Linked DNA regions of Sus scrofa: all the other regions are linked to region 1. Evidence: chromatin contacts called from public HiChIP or PLAC-seq data. All regions are on one chromosome and are shown on one strand. The core of a region is the stretch at or near the end of the contact, and the rest is flanking DNA. Distances in the headings are between cores, read along the strand shown. Region 1 holds the start of TMEM159 (a long non-coding RNA gene). Region 2 holds the start of REXO5 (putative RNA exonuclease NEF-sp). Region 3 holds the start of ACSM5 (acyl-coenzyme A synthetase ACSM5, mitochondrial).

What was found. HiChIP or PLAC-seq counts read pairs in DNA pulled down with a chosen protein or histone mark.
Region 2: an H3K27ac HiChIP or PLAC-seq map of alveolar macrophages shows a contact between it and region 1. The contact joins the promoter of REXO5 here to the promoter of TMEM159 in region 1. A contact is called at or near these places in 2 of 5 promoter capture datasets (fetal liver and liver), 7 of 47 Hi-C or Micro-C datasets (alveolar macrophages, embryonic fibroblasts, heart right ventricle and 3 more) and 2 of 2 datasets of contacts at active chromatin or transcription factors (alveolar macrophages and skeletal muscle).
Region 3: an H3K27ac HiChIP or PLAC-seq map of skeletal muscle shows a contact between it and region 1, with 4 times the contacts expected there. The contact joins the promoter of ACSM5 here to the promoter of TMEM159 in region 1. A contact is called at or near these places in 2 of 2 datasets of contacts at active chromatin or transcription factors (alveolar macrophages and skeletal muscle).

The regions. Positions count from the first base shown.
Region 1 is chr3:24,909,521-24,914,286 of Sscrofa11.1, reverse strand. TMEM159 (a long non-coding RNA gene) reads left to right here and starts at 3,460. Exons shown (of 8, transcript XR_002342386.1): 1 at 3,460-3,613. It overlaps DNAH3 (dynein heavy chain 3, axonemal), which reads right to left and starts at 3,127. Exons shown (of 66, transcript XM_021086503.1): 1 at 2,786-3,127.
Region 2 is chr3:25,235,742-25,240,456 of Sscrofa11.1, reverse strand. It overlaps REXO5 (putative RNA exonuclease NEF-sp), which reads left to right and starts at 1,451. Exons shown (of 20, transcript XM_021086509.1): 1 at 1,451-1,523; 2 at 1,922-2,066. The coding sequence starts at 1,926. ERI2 (ERI1 exoribonuclease 2) reads right to left here and starts at 1,559. Exons shown (of 10, transcript XR_002342391.1): 1 at 1,373-1,559.
Region 3 is chr3:25,421,119-25,426,137 of Sscrofa11.1, reverse strand. It overlaps ACSM5 (acyl-coenzyme A synthetase ACSM5, mitochondrial), which reads left to right and starts at 3,587. Exons shown (of 14, transcript XM_003124563.6): 1 at 3,587-3,786.

The sequences.
Region 1 (4,766 bases), core at 2,211-4,710:
CTGTGTTCAAAAACATTAAAGCAAAAATTACAGCTTCCATTTATTGACCTATACTAGCTGCAGGCATTATGCTAAGCACTTAACGAGCACCATCTTTCCAAATCTTCGAAACCCGACGCACAAGATAGATACAATTTCCCCAAATTTTATGACTGTGGAGGCTGAGAAACAGGGAGATTAAGGAGACACTCAGCTAGGTCAGTGGCAAAGTTGGAACTTAACCTGATTATGGAATCTGCTTCGTGACTTTAACCCAAAGTCTACATTTCTAGAAAGAGAGAAAATAAATAAAATATCTGCCAAAGAGAGTGAAAATTCCATTATCTCCACCCCTGCCCCAGGCCATCCCACCTGAATCAGAATTGTCTGCTGACTTAAATCTTCCGTTCAGTAATTTCCAAGCAAGGATGCAGGCTTTAAATCCTGTAACCAGCAGTTCCCCTTGTGGCTTGGCAGTAATGAACCTGACTAGTATCCATGAGGATGCAGGTTCGATCCCTGGCCTCTCTCAGTGAGTTAAGGATCTGGCATTGCCATGAGCTGTGGTGTAGGTCACAGACGCGGTTGGGATCTGGTGTTGCTGTGGCTGTGGCATAGGCCGGCAGCTACAACTCCAATTCAACCCCTGGCCTGGGAACTTCCATATGCCATAAGTGCAACCCTAAAAAGAAAAAAAAAAAAAATCCTGTAACCAAATTCAAGTACATAACGATTTCCAGATAAAATACAGGATGCCCCATTATATTAGAATTTCAGGTAAACAACAAAGGATTTTTCAGTATAAGTATGTTCCATTCAATATCTGAGACACACACTGAAAAGTTACCTGTTGCTCATCTGAAATTCAAGTTGAACCTGGCAGTCCTGTATTTTTATTTGCTAAATCTGCAATATGGGGACAAGAGGTTAGCTATGTTCCAGATTGTTCCCATTTTTGTGATGTTCATAGCTTAAAGTTTCAATCTGTTACTGGAAATTTTCTCATATTTCTTATTCAGAATCCAATGCTTCTGGAGGATCTTTCCTGAGGCTTGAAATAGTGGCTTAGCCAGGGTAACTAATTGTGGAAAGATGTAGACGAGGCTGCACATGGATTTATTTTATTGACCCATCGAATGGTTAGCAAGGGCCAAGTCCTTGTGCTATGGAGAGATATTAAGATTCCAACCATCAGGAAATATGTAATGTGGTAGAGGAAGCAGCCAAAAACTCAAGAAAGCAAAATCTGGTGGACGCTACAAAAAAGCCACAGGTAGAAGGAATTAGAGGATTCACAGAGGTTCCCCCTAGATGGCACCCTTGAACACAATTTTAAGTGGAGGCCCCAATTCAGCTTTGCAAAGCGACACCCATCAGGGAAGGAGGGTTGCAATGTTTTCTTTTAAAGAAAAACAAAATCAACAAAAAAACAACCAACCCTTTCCTGGGGGGGCATCCATCATACTGCAGTTGAAAAAAGGCATGAAACCAGACATGACTGCCTGAAACATGAGAATTTAGGAAGACATTTCTGCCTATGTCCTCCTATCGTCACCACTAGCTCCCTCTTTCCTGGATGTGGTGGAGGAAGAGAGGACCCTAAGCTTATTATTATTATGACCCCTAAACTTATTTCTCTATCCACCAGCCTAATTATTTCTGGAAATACTACTTGGTAGAAGTAATACATCATTGATGGATGGGCAAAGTCAGTGAAGGAAATCAAAAGGTACAGACTTCCAGTTATAAAATAAGTAAGTCAGGGGGATTAATAGACAGCATGGCAATTATAGGTAATAATACTGTATGGCATATTTGAGAGTTTTTAAGAGAGTAAATCTTAAAAGTTCTCACCACAAGGAAAAAAAAAACGCTATACATGATGACAGACATTAACTAGGCTTATTGTGATCATTTTGCAATGTACACAAATATCAAATCATTATGTTGCACACCTGATATTTGTTATATGTCAACTATACCACAATAAAAAAATAAAAAATAAAAATAAATAAACTAGGAAAACTTGATATGATGAGGGAGGAAAAACAAATACATTAAATATTTTTAGTCCCTTCTATGTGCCAGATAGGTGCTAAGTTCTTCACAGCCATTATTGTACTCACCAGCCCTAACTACAAACCTGTGATTGCTTTTCTCTTTCCTAAAGAGTTATTTTCCAGGTTGCTATGGACACGAGTCACAGAGGAGAGATGGATGAAAACAGGTCCCTGGATGGAAAGGGCCTGAGTCCTCAAGTCTATCCCCCTCTCCCTTTCACAGACGAAGCTGAGCTCAGAGAGATAATTCCTCTAAGGTTACACAGTAAAAGTCTGACCTGGGACCACAGCCCGGGACTGCTGGACCCCAGTTCATGGTCTTTACCAGTATGTCCTATGGCAGTTGTTCTCAACCTAGACAACTGTGCCCCCCAGGGGACATCTGCTAATGTTTGGGGACATTTTTGGTCATCTGCTAGGAAGGAAAGTACTACTGGCATCTAGTGGGTTGAGGCCGTGGATGCTGCTAAACATCTTACAATACACAGGACAGCCCCCTCAACACAGAATCTTCTTGACCAAAATATCAGCAGTGATGTCCAGCTGAGAAACCCTGCTGTATGGGTTGGATTTCGGGTCAGGGACCATGTGTTCTGGCTCTGATTTGAAACGGAGGATTTGGGATTAGACTTTTTCATGTATAAAATGGAAACACTAATCTAACCCATTTTTAAGGATGTCGCTGGGTCATGACATTTGCATTTGAAAAGTAGCAGTTAAAACCTTCCAGTCAAAGTCGTACTTACGTCACTGTCACTTGTCTGTCTTGAGCTCCAGAGATGCCTCCAAAAGACTTGGTTCATGGTATTTAGGCAGCGGAAGCCCTATGATCCTGAGAAAGCCCATTCTCACGCGCCAGTCCACCTGCCTGAGGTGGAAGGGCAGCTCTTTCAGAGCCTCAGTTTCCTCACGAGCTCCTCACTCAACGCCCGTCCGAGAAGCTCCGAAAGGCTGAGGGACTCCGCGCACTTTGCTGTGGCCACCCGGCGCTATGCTCTGGCCGCCACGCCGCAGCTTGCAGCGCCTCCGCGTGGTCGTTGGGACCTTGGGCCCGGTGAGCCCAGAAGAGCAGAGCAGAGGAGAGGCGCGAGGCGGGGCCGCGGAGCCGAGGGGCGGGGCGAGGAGGCGCGAGGCGGGGCCGCGGAGAGGAGGGGCGGGGCGAGGAGGCGCGAGGCCGGGCCGCGGAGGGGAGGGAGGGGAGGGAGGAGGGAGGGGAGGGAGGGGAGGGGAGGGGAGGGGCGAGGTGGGGCCGCGGAGCGGATGGGAGGGGCGAGGAGGCGCGAGGCCGGGCCGCGGAGAGGAGGGAGGGAGGGGAAGGGAGGCGCGAGGCGGGGCCGCGGAGCGGAGGGGAGGGGCGAGGAGGCGCGAGGCCGGGCCGCGGAGGGGAGGGAGGGGAGGGGAAGGGAGGTGCGAGGCGGGGCCGCGGAGGGGGTGGGAGGGCGCGAGCTCCAGCTCCTCGCCCCGCCTCTCGCTTCCTCTTCCCGCTCCTCTTTCCTGCGTTTTGCTTCCTCTTCCCGCTCCGGGCACACTCTGCTCCGCCTGCAGAGTATAAGAGGTGCGGCTGACAGGAGCAGGTGAGAGCTGGCTGCTGGGGCGCGGGGAAACTGAGGGCCCTGACTGGCTAGACTTCGCGGGGCGGGACGAACGGCAGAGCGCGGGGGCGGTGGGTTGAGAAGGTAGCTGGCGTCCCAGGACTTAAACCCTTCAGTCTGCGGTTTGGTTATTGTCCCATCCCTCCGAGCCCTCGGGGGACAGACACGCACACACACACGCACGCACACACACGCTTTATCCACACCTGCTACGTTTTGTGAAAGGTTTGTCTTCCCTATCCCAGCCCGGAGACCCTGCCCTTTCTTGGGAAACCTGGTTGGGAAGTCTCCAAACCCCCTCTTTAGAATTAATGAACACAGATGCCCTCCTCCTTATCAGGTTCTTCTCTAACGTGGACCCACCTTTCCCGTCAGTGCTGGTAGGAACTCCAAGTTCCAAAGGTGGATTATTCTCCCCAAATTAATGACTAGGTACTCGACTCCCTCCTGAGCTCCCATTTCCCTGCCTCGGTGCCCTTTCGGGTGCAGACCCCCTTCTCTACCTTCATCATCCCCCTTCCCCCCTCCCTTTGGATCCTAAGAAACTGGGCGCCTGCCCCCTTTCGCGTCTTCGAAGGCGGGGAGATTGGAACCACGTGAGGAGCGGGAGGCCTGGATCCCCTCGAGGCTGCCCCCAGGTTTCCTTCCTCCAGCCCTGGATGCGGAGCCCCCCCTCCCCCCAGCCGGAACGTTTAGGTTTTCCGTTTGCCCCGGGAGGGGCAGGGATGGAAGAGTTGGGGGCTTTTGTCGTGGAGGGGCGGCGGGCTGTAGAAGCGAGGGTGGGTTAGCTGGTGTTCTGGCTCAGCCCGGAAGGCGCGGAGAAGGCGGGGAACTTGTGTCCTACGCAGTGTAAGGGGTTAAATCTTCCCTCCGGAGACTTCTCAGTGCCTGCGGAGGCCCATCCGAGGAGTAAGTGACTAGGGGATCTGGGAATTGCTGTGTCTGTGGGATTCTACCCACTCTTGCCCCATTAGACTCCCCAAACCGGTCCGAGTGGACCTTGGGTTCCCAAGGCCCTGGGAGACCATTAAAGGGAGCTGGGCTTGTTTCTGCCTGTTGCAGATTTGAGATTAGAGGAACTGAGTACTGGGGGCATCGCAAATTCAAGTCGGTGCCAACTACAGCTTCTGAGACA
Region 2 (4,715 bases), core at 202-2,701, 330 kb before region 1:
CCAGCCTTCTGGGAGCTTAAAATATCTCGAAAAAAACTAGATATCCATGGCAAACTGCCATAAGGTAATATATGATAAAGGATCCTTAAAGTTGTATGCTAAGTCCACAGAAAGGGATGAACTTGTTACCTGAAAACTGGGTGGGTGTTCAGCCAAAAGACAAAACCAAGGTAAAGAGTGGGAACAGGAAGAATTACTTGCAGCAAGTAAGGGCACTAGGGATCTTTCTCAAAATAGCAAAACTGGGGAAGTTTTAAACTAAGGGTACATGCATATTCATAAAGAGGCTTAGATGGTGGAGAATCTAAGCTTTAGATGATTAAAGTCAAGAGGGTCAGAAAAAAATCATCATCCCTTAGGTTCCAGTTGATCTGGTGGTTGAGGGCTTTGGGCTGATCTTTACCACTGAAAAAGAACTAGGAGGCTTTACAACTGACATATTATTTTTGCTATTGCTATTTCTCTTGCCTGATAATAGTCATTTGTTTCTGCATTCTTTTGTTCCCTTAAGATCATCAATTACTGAGACCTGTTTAAGAACAAGCACTGTGGCCAGGTCAAAAATGGCTTCTGTTAGGTCAAGAAAGCCATACCTGGTTCTTTCTCCAGGGAACCTGTACCCTAGCTGCTTACAAGCTTACTAAGGTCTTAAGTGCTGTGAGACAAACTACTTTGCTGAGTAGGCAGAGTTTAACTAGGCAGACAGCTCCTGTTGGAGTTTTTTGAGTGGTGAACAGCTGACATCTATTGATTGGTTACTACAGAGTAGGCGCTGAACACAGGTGGTGAACTCATTTCATCCTCAACAACTGTATAAGGCAGTCACTTTTGCTACCTATATTTAAAGGGTAAGAAAACAAATTCAGCAATTTGCCCAATGTGAACCCAAGATCATCCAACTCTGAAACTATTTCAGATAGCAGTGTAATGCCTATCCACTAATGCACTGCACTGCTTCCATGAAACGGAAAGGTGAACACCATGTCCAAGAAGCAGTAAAAAAGCCTAAATGATCTACATTATGAACTAAACAGATCACTAGTTAGTGGCAGGGAGAACAGTTTGACGGGTGTGGTGGGGCTGCCTATGATCTTGGAACCGGAGGGCCGTTCTTAATCGTTTCCCGAGGCCTAGAACAAGCAAACGCTGACTCAAGGGCACACAGAGAGCCCTGGTCCTTCCACCCTCGTGCAGAGGGTGGCCTGAAGCTCGAGAGGAGGGAACCTTTCGGCCCGGAGCCGGGAAGAGAGCAGGTCGGAGACGCCCGACCTGCAGAGAATGGAGGCTGACACTGCGGACCCTGGCGCGGACGCCAGTGCCGGACCAGGAGCGACACCCCCCGCCCCAGGCCGCGCAGAAGCCCCTCGCATACCTCGCTAGCTTCTTGGTTGCCATTTCCGAAGCTCCCTACTCGCCGCAGCCCAACGGCCGGAAGTCGCTCTGCCCCCCACTTCCGGTCCATTCAAAAGCCCCGCGCGGCTGAGGCGGCGGCTCTGGCTGAAGCTGAGGCGGCGACTGCGGCGGTGTGCGCTCTCCGCAGGGCTGCTGTTCAGCGGCTTCGGGGGTCAGGGGGGTGGGGAGTGGTTTTTGGTGGGGAAGCCGCTAGGCAGAGCCCCACCCCCCTCTTTTCCAACGGTCAGAGGCGCCGTTCGCGGCGTTGTGGAACCGTTTCGAACGCGGCCTCCGGCGTCCTCAGTAAAACCGTTTGGCTTGGGGGCCGCGGAGTTCGCTGCGCCGCCAAACCGGGAAGACCGTTGGCGCCCTCGCTTTGCGCGGCGGGCGGGGAGCGCTCTGTAAACTGAATTGAGAGGATCTGAGGAAGGTTGGAGGCTGCCGCAGCCCGTGCCGCTCCCCACGCAGGAGCCGCCCGGACTGGCGGGGCGTCGGGGTTTTCTCAGCTCTAACCGATCTTTCTTCACAGCTTCATGGAGCCAGAGAGGGAGAGGACTGGGAGGGCCCCCAAGAGGGGCAAGAAGAGGAGGCGCGTCGCGAACCAGCTGGTCGGGGCGGCTGAGGCGATGAGAGCCCGGTGGGATCTTGAGGAGAGACAGCAGCCCGAGGCCAAGGTGAGCAACGGGGAGCCCGAGGGGGCGGCCCGAGGCGGTTTGGAGCTCCCAGATCCTAATACCATCCCGCTGACGTTGGCAGTTTAAAACGGGTGTCGTGTCTGGCACACGCGAAGAACGCTCATTCAACGAACATTTATTGAAGTCTTTTCTGTTCCAGGAATTGTTCTAGGGTCGGGGGAGATCTCAGTGCACAAAAGCACAAAATTCCCTGCCCTTGTGCAGTTTACGTTCCAGCAGGGGAATAATAAGGCTGATGATCATCCCTGTCATTTATTGAGAGCTAAATATATGTGGTCCATCCCTTCAGTCATCAGATTTCTTTTGTCTATCATGTACTGGTCACTGCCCTAGGCACTTGAGGTACATCAGTGAGTAAATAAATATCTCCACTACCTTGCTGGTGGAGAAAGAAGATAAATAATAGATATGATAAATAAGTTATACAGTATATTAGAAGGGAACTAATGCTGTGAAAACATTTTTAAAAACTTGTGGGAGTTCCCGTCTTGGCTCAGCGGTTAACGAATGGACTAGGATCCATGGGGACACAGGTTCCATCCCTGGCCTTGCTCAGTGGGTTAAAGGATCTGGCATTGTGGTGAGCTGCTGTGTACCTCACAGATGTGGCTGGCAACTGTGGTTCTGATTTGACCCCTAGCCTGGGAACTTCCATATCCCTCACCTGCAGCCCTAAAACACAAACAAAAAAAATTTTTTAAATTATGGCTGGACTTGTGGCTTATAGAAGTTCCAGAACCAGGGATTAAATCTGAGCCACAGCTGCGGACTAAGCAGCTCTGGGATCCTTTAACCCACTACCACCAGCAGAGGATGGAACCCAGTCCTCCGCAGGGACACAATGCCTCATCTTCCCCTTATTTTAGTGTTTACGTTTTTCCCACAATCTACACTACCTCAATGCAACAAAATCAGGAAATAACATGGATATATCACTACCATCTAATCCTCAGACACCAAGATTCTCCAGTTGTTCCAGAAAAGTCCTTTTTAGCAATAAGATCTAGTCTAGAATCACATGTTACATTTAGTCTACAAGTCTCCTTCAGTCCAAACAATTGTTTGTTCAGTCTTTTCTTTCATATTCATAACCTTACTATTGAAGAATCTTGGACCAGTTATTTTGTAAAATGTCCCTCAAGTTAGGTTTGTCTCTTTTCTTATTTATTATATTGATTTGGCTATATACATCTTAGGAACATCACAGAAGTAATCTGTTCTCTTGTATATTATCAGGTTGTATACAAATTTTTTGTCCCTTTACTGGTGATATTAACCTTGATTACTTGATTAAGGAAGTATGTGCTAAACTTCTCAAAGGTTATTCTTTTTCTCTGTGATTTTGTGGGAGATGCTTCCTCATTAAACTTCCAGTTTATTTATTTTTTTTTTGCCTCAGCCCACAGCATGTGGAAGTTCCTGTGCCAGGGATTGAACCCATGCCATAGCAGTGACTCAAGCTGCTATAGGGACAACACTTGATCCTTAACCTGCTGTCCCACAAGGGAACTCCTGATTTATTTTTATTAGTATGAGTTTGTAGATACCTATTTTACTCAATGAATTATAATCTATTATGATATTTGCTGCTCAAAATATCCCATATTTGGCCATTAAGCTAGCTTCTGTGTCCCTTTGACATGACCTGATCATTCTTTGAGCATTTCTTTATTTTTCTGGCACAAAAAGATTACCCAGGCTCTTTTATTCTTTTTAGTGGAGAATGACATTTAGAAATTCAAGATCTGGGTGCTAGATATGCTTATTGCTATTGGGATGTCAATACTCCAATACATACATATATTTACATTTGAATATTTTTCTGTATCCATACATATCAAAAAACCATGAATTCATATCAGTATCTCTACTTTAATTCCATGGGGTTCATTATAGTTTTCTCCCTTTGCATATTTATAACTTCCTTATATTGAAGTGAAAACTGATTTGCATTATCTTCAGTGTATTTGATCAGTCCCTCATTGCTGCCATTGCCTGAAACCCTCACGTTCTCCTCACTTTGCTTGGGCTCTTGTCACTTGGAATCTTATACCAGGTCTCCCTCCTGTGTGAATACCTTCATTGCTACTGTGAAAAGTTACCACCCTCATCCTTCTCACATGAACAATTTCACCCTACTTTGGCTCTGAATTATGTTAACCACTATTGTCCCTCAGCATTGATGCCCTTCTTACCCTAACTAAGTTCTAACATCTGATGTCAACCCTCGGTGCTCTCCAGTTCCCACTGCATGGATGCCCTCTACTGCTCAAGCTTTGACACCTCACATTGAGCCACTGTCCTGCATGTGTGTCACGGGTTCCTACCCCTAGTCCTGAGGTGTTTCCCCCATCTCAGGCTCTGACATCCCATGTGTGGCAACCATGATCACTCACCACCATATAGACTCCTTCCTTTGATGCATTATCAGTCTCATACATTTTTGTTTGGCAAATATAAATCGTTAAATTCTTTCAGGAGTTAGCAATATTGTCAGAATGTAAGATAAACATTGTTTTTTTGATTTGGAATTTATTTTGAGAAAATGGGTATATAAGGATACTCATCATATTTTTTATAATTAAAAAAAAAAGCAATATGAGGAGTTCCTTGGTGGCTTAGTGGTTT
Region 3 (5,019 bases), core at 2,338-4,837, 510 kb before region 1:
AATTCTGATGCTTGAACCCAAACCCACTGAGTCCAGTTTTATTTGCCTTGGGTTTGGGTGAATCTGAGCATCTTTTTTTTTTTTAAGCCCCTTGGGCGAGCCTCATGTATAGTCATTTCTGTTGAAATTCACACTTAAATTTGTATCCCCCTCAGCAGAAGAGAGGCTGCCAGGGTGGGGACCTTCAGCCAGAATGGCCATTTTCACGCAAGCTCATACCTGCCGGAAGCCTGCTTTCTCCCAGGTCCCCTGGTTTCTCTTAGGGCCCCCTGGAACCGAGCCAGAGCCGGGGCAGCAAAGTCTGTGGCCCCTGAGGAGGGAAGTCGTGGCCTGAAGGGCAGGTTCGTGGCTTCCCTACGTGACCAGAGCAGGACCCAAGGGCAGCTGAGAGGTCTAGAGAGATCCAGAGGCAGCAGGTTAGTCCCTCCCTGGACACCCTGAAGCCACAGCAGCTTCAGCAGCAATGTTCTGAGTTCTGGGGTTCTGGAGGGTCAGGGGTGGCCCTGGAGAAGAATAGGCCATTGTTGAGTCAGTGGGGGCCCTGCCCTGCCCTGCTGAGTGGGGGTCGAGGGGTGGAGGGCTAGAGGTCATTGGGGAGGGGGTTGCAGAAACAAAGCACACCAGGGGTAGCTGGTGTAGCATGAAGGTGTCCATATATTGGAATGTGAATCCCGGCTCTGTTGGTGAGCAGCTCTGTGGTCCTGGGAGGGTCGTGCGTTCTGAGGCTCTGTTTCCTCAGCTGTAAAAAGGCACATGACGCCCAAAGGGCCCTACATATTCTAGCAGAGGTGATACCTGTAAAGCAGTGACTTAGTGCCTGGAAGACACTCACTTGCTTCTGGCAATTATTTACCCAACGTACACGTGTACAGCATCATATCACAACCTTAAGTGTGATATATATACCTCAACTTGTTAATCATTTCTCAATAAAGCTGGGGAAAAAAATAAATATATTTAGGAGTACCCTTTGTAGCTCAGTGGTTAACAAACCAGACTAGGATCCGTGAGGATGCAGGTTTAATCCCTGGCCTTGCTCAGTGGGTTAAGGATCCGGCATTGCCGTGAGCTGTGGTGTCGGTCGCAGACACGGCTTGGATCCCACATTGCTGTGGCTGTGGTGTAGGCAGGAGGATACAGCTCCAATTCAACCCCTAGCCTGGGAACCTCCATATGCTGCGAGTGTGGCCCTAGAAAAGGCAAAAAGGCAAAAAGGCAAAAAAAAAAAAAAAAAAAAAAAAAAAAAAAAAAAGAAAGAAAGTAAATGTTAGTAATAAGTTCACGGGCCAAGATAGGACAAAGCATCATGGAGACTCTTCTACCTAGTTTTTAGCTGTAACAATATCTCCTAATCATTAACTCTTGAGTCAGCCTTTTGGGACTGAGGGGAGGCTGGGGGGTGGGGGGGTGGGGCTAAAGGAAAGGGCTTTTACTTCAAGACACAAAGATTTAGGGTCTGGTACCTGGTTTCAGGTGGCAGGCTGTGTCAGATGGGAGAGGGTTCCGTTTCCAGGCAGGGAGTTTGGGCATTGAAGGTTCCCTGAGCTGAGCCCTCGGAGTTGCCAGGCCCTGAGCTCTGGGGAAGGGGTGTCCTGGCAGAGGAGTTCGCCTGCGGGTGACCTGAGAGCCTGTAAATAATCCGAAATTCGGCAAGCCAATAAATTTTGGTTAGTGGAAACTGATCAGGATGGAGTAGGATAGTTGCTTGGGTGGTTATGGGGGTCCCAATGGGGGGCCATGGAGAGAGGTGGGGGCGGCCGGGGGAGCTTTGGGAGTTCACTGTGGGTCAGTGATTGTCCCGAGGGCCATTAGCAGGAGGCAGGCTTGCTGGACTCTTGGAGGCTCCATATGTGCCTGAGGTCATTGGGTGGGAGATGGGGGAAGCCCTGCTTTCAGGTTCAGACCCAGGGCAGGAGTTTAAGGACCACCCTTCTGCTGATTTGAATAAGCACCATGGCAGTCCGAGTTTGACCTTATAGGGTCAAATACTCTCCTACCAGATACCAAGGAGGAGCCACTGCTCAAAGAAAGAGGAAGAGGCGGTCTTTTCTGACCCCTGCACCCCTTGGATGATAAAACTGCAGCCCTCCTACTCCGAGGGGCAGAGCCTCCTCGCCCACCTGCTTGTATCTCTCACTAGCACCTAATCTTGATAAATCTGTTTCCTGCCTATCACTTTGTCTCTTGCTGAATTCCCACTGCGCTGAGGCCTAAAGTACCCCAGTTAAGTCCAGCCACCCGCCAGGTGAGTGATTCTAATTTAAAAGCTGTGGCTTCGGAGTTCCCATCGTGGCTCAGTGGTTAACAAATCCGACTAGGAACCATGAGGTTGTGGGTTCGATACCTGGCCTCACTTAATGGGTTAAGGATCCAGCGTTGCTTCGAGCTGTGGTGTAGGTTGCAGACGCAGCTTGGATCCCATGTTGCTGTGGCTCTGGTGTAGGCCGGTGGCTACAGCTCCGATTAGACTAGACCCATAGCCTGGGAACCTCCATATGCTGCAGGAGCGGCCCTAGAAATGGCAAAAAGACAAAAAATAAAAATAAATTTAAAAATTAAAAAAAAAAAAAAAAAAAAGCTGTGGCTTCAATGGGAGAGCCCCTCGTGGCTCGGAGGAAACAAATCTGACTAGTATCCATGAGGACACAAGTTCGATGTCTGGCCTTGCGCAGTGGATTAAGGATCTGGTGTTGCTGTGAGCTATGGTGTATGTCACAGATGAGGCTCGGATCTGTCGTTGCTGTGGCTGCGGTGTAGGCTAGCCGCTATAGTTGCAATTCAACCCCTCGCCTGGGAACCTCCATCTGCCGCCAGTGCGGCCCTACAAAGACAAAAAAATAAAATGAAATTTAAAAAATTAAAAAATAAAACCCGTGGGTTCAAGTCCCAATCTGCATTTGGGCTGGGTTTGAGTCCGGGCACCTGAGTTCAAATCCCAATCTGGATTTTGGGTTGGGTTCTCAAGTCCTGAATGTGGGCAGTTTCAAAACTTGCCATGGTAGGAATTTTAACCACAGATCCGGGCAAATGCAAAAAGTCACTCGTGCAGCTTTTGTTCTCAGAGGACCAGTTTACCAGCAGCCGCCCTGCAAACCAGAACTTCAAAGCCACAGCGTGCCTGCTGGGAGCTCTTCTCTAGACTTTGCCTTTGACGCTGAGCTAGACAAGGCGCCAGAGAAGGCTTTGTTCTTTTAAGAAGCTTTATTTAGTTGTCATTTACATACCCCCCAAAATTCTTTTAATTCAAGTGTGAAATTATTTGTGTTACTATTAATTTCTCTTAGGAAGTGTGCACAGTCGTGCAGTAGGACCACAGTTTATTTTCAACAAAGAGATCCCGTGTTAGCGCTGGCTCCGGGCACCTGCCAAGTGACTTCCTGTCTCCGGAAGGACAGTTCACTTATATTATTTTCACTATTATCTCCTCTCTGCTCAAATGTAATAAAAGCTTCTGTTCTCTTTTCCGATTAGAGGGAGACCTGAATTTTTAGGGAAAATAGACTCTAGAGTGGGGACACCCACCGGGCACGGGGGCTGGGGTTCCACCTCCCAGCAGTGAGAAAAGCCTGGAAGCCAAGCTCATTGGCTCAGCGTGTGCTGCCTAGCTGAAGCCACATGTCCTCTGCTGGCTGAGGGCTCTGCTGTCCCTGCATTTGGGGCCAGAGGTCCCGTGGGAGGCTGAATCAGCACATCGCCCTTACCAGCCAGGAGCCCGGATGTCTACAGGCGTTAAGCCGTGAATTCAGCTGAAGCAGAAGCTTTGTGTTTCCTGGGTTCAAGGACGAGGTACTGCCTAATCATATCCTTCAGCGGGAGTTGTCCTCTGCCCCCGGGAGCCCTTGACAAATGAACTTTAAAGGGGACAGGGCCTGAAATGGCCTTTTACACTTGGGAGGCAGGCCTGGGATTCTTATTCTTTGCTGTCAGGGGGCCCCAGGAATCCAGAAGTGAAAGGCAGAGGAAAAGGTCCCGGGCAGAGTTCGGGAAGGTGAGGGGTGGTGGGCCCAGGCAGGTCAGGGAAACTGAGTTCTGTGGCTACAGGGCCCCCCTCCCCCTTCCTGAGCTGGTGGCCCCAACAGAGGCTGGAGTCTAGGCCTTTCTGGGAGGTGAGACCCAGATGTCACTTTTCTCTTTCAAGCCTAGCTTTATCTATAAAATAGAGGAAATATTGCTGAAACGCAGGCTCTGTCCACCAGTGCCAAACAGAAACGTGGAGACAGAGTTTGGGGTGAAGGAGAAAAAAAAAATAGCTTTATTCCTTGGCTGGGCAATGTGGGCCACAGCAGGCTAATGCCCTAAAGACGGCACCCTCCTTTGGGGAAGAATTGCAGGGAGGTTTATTGTCTAAAAGGAGAAAAACAGGGTTTCAGATGAGAATCAGGACTGGAGCAAACTTTGCATTCTTCTTTCTTTGGGGGAAGCTTAGTCATCGAAGCTGGCATCAGATTTCAGTAGGATCCTGGTGGTGGGTTACTGCCTAGAATAACAGCTCTTGCAAAAAGGGCATATGGATCAGAGAGAAGAACAAACTAGGGCAGTTTCTCAAAACCATCATGTGCTAATAAGGTTTAACTTCCAGAAAATTGTTCTCTGGGTGCCTGGGCTTCAGCTCACAGATGATTGTGCTTAGGGTGCAGTCAAAGCAGGGAGAAGCACAGGGACAGGCTCCAGGCTGTTCAGTGTTGAAGTATTCTTTTTTTTTTTTTTTTTTTTTTTTTTTGTCTTTTTAGGGCCACACCCGGGGCATATGGAGTTTCCCAGGCCAGGGGGCCAATTGGAGCTGTAGCTGCCGGTCTAGGCTGGAGACACAGCAATGTAGGACTGAGCCACATCTGCAACCTACAACACAGCTCACAGCAACACCGGATCCTTAACCCACTGAGCAAGGCCAGGGATCGAACCCACAACCTCATGGTTCCTAGTCGGATTTGTTAACCACTGAGCCACGGCGGGATCTCCCGCTTTTCAAACTTTAATGAGCTCGACTTGTCTGGAGTTTCTGTTAAATGCAGATTCTAA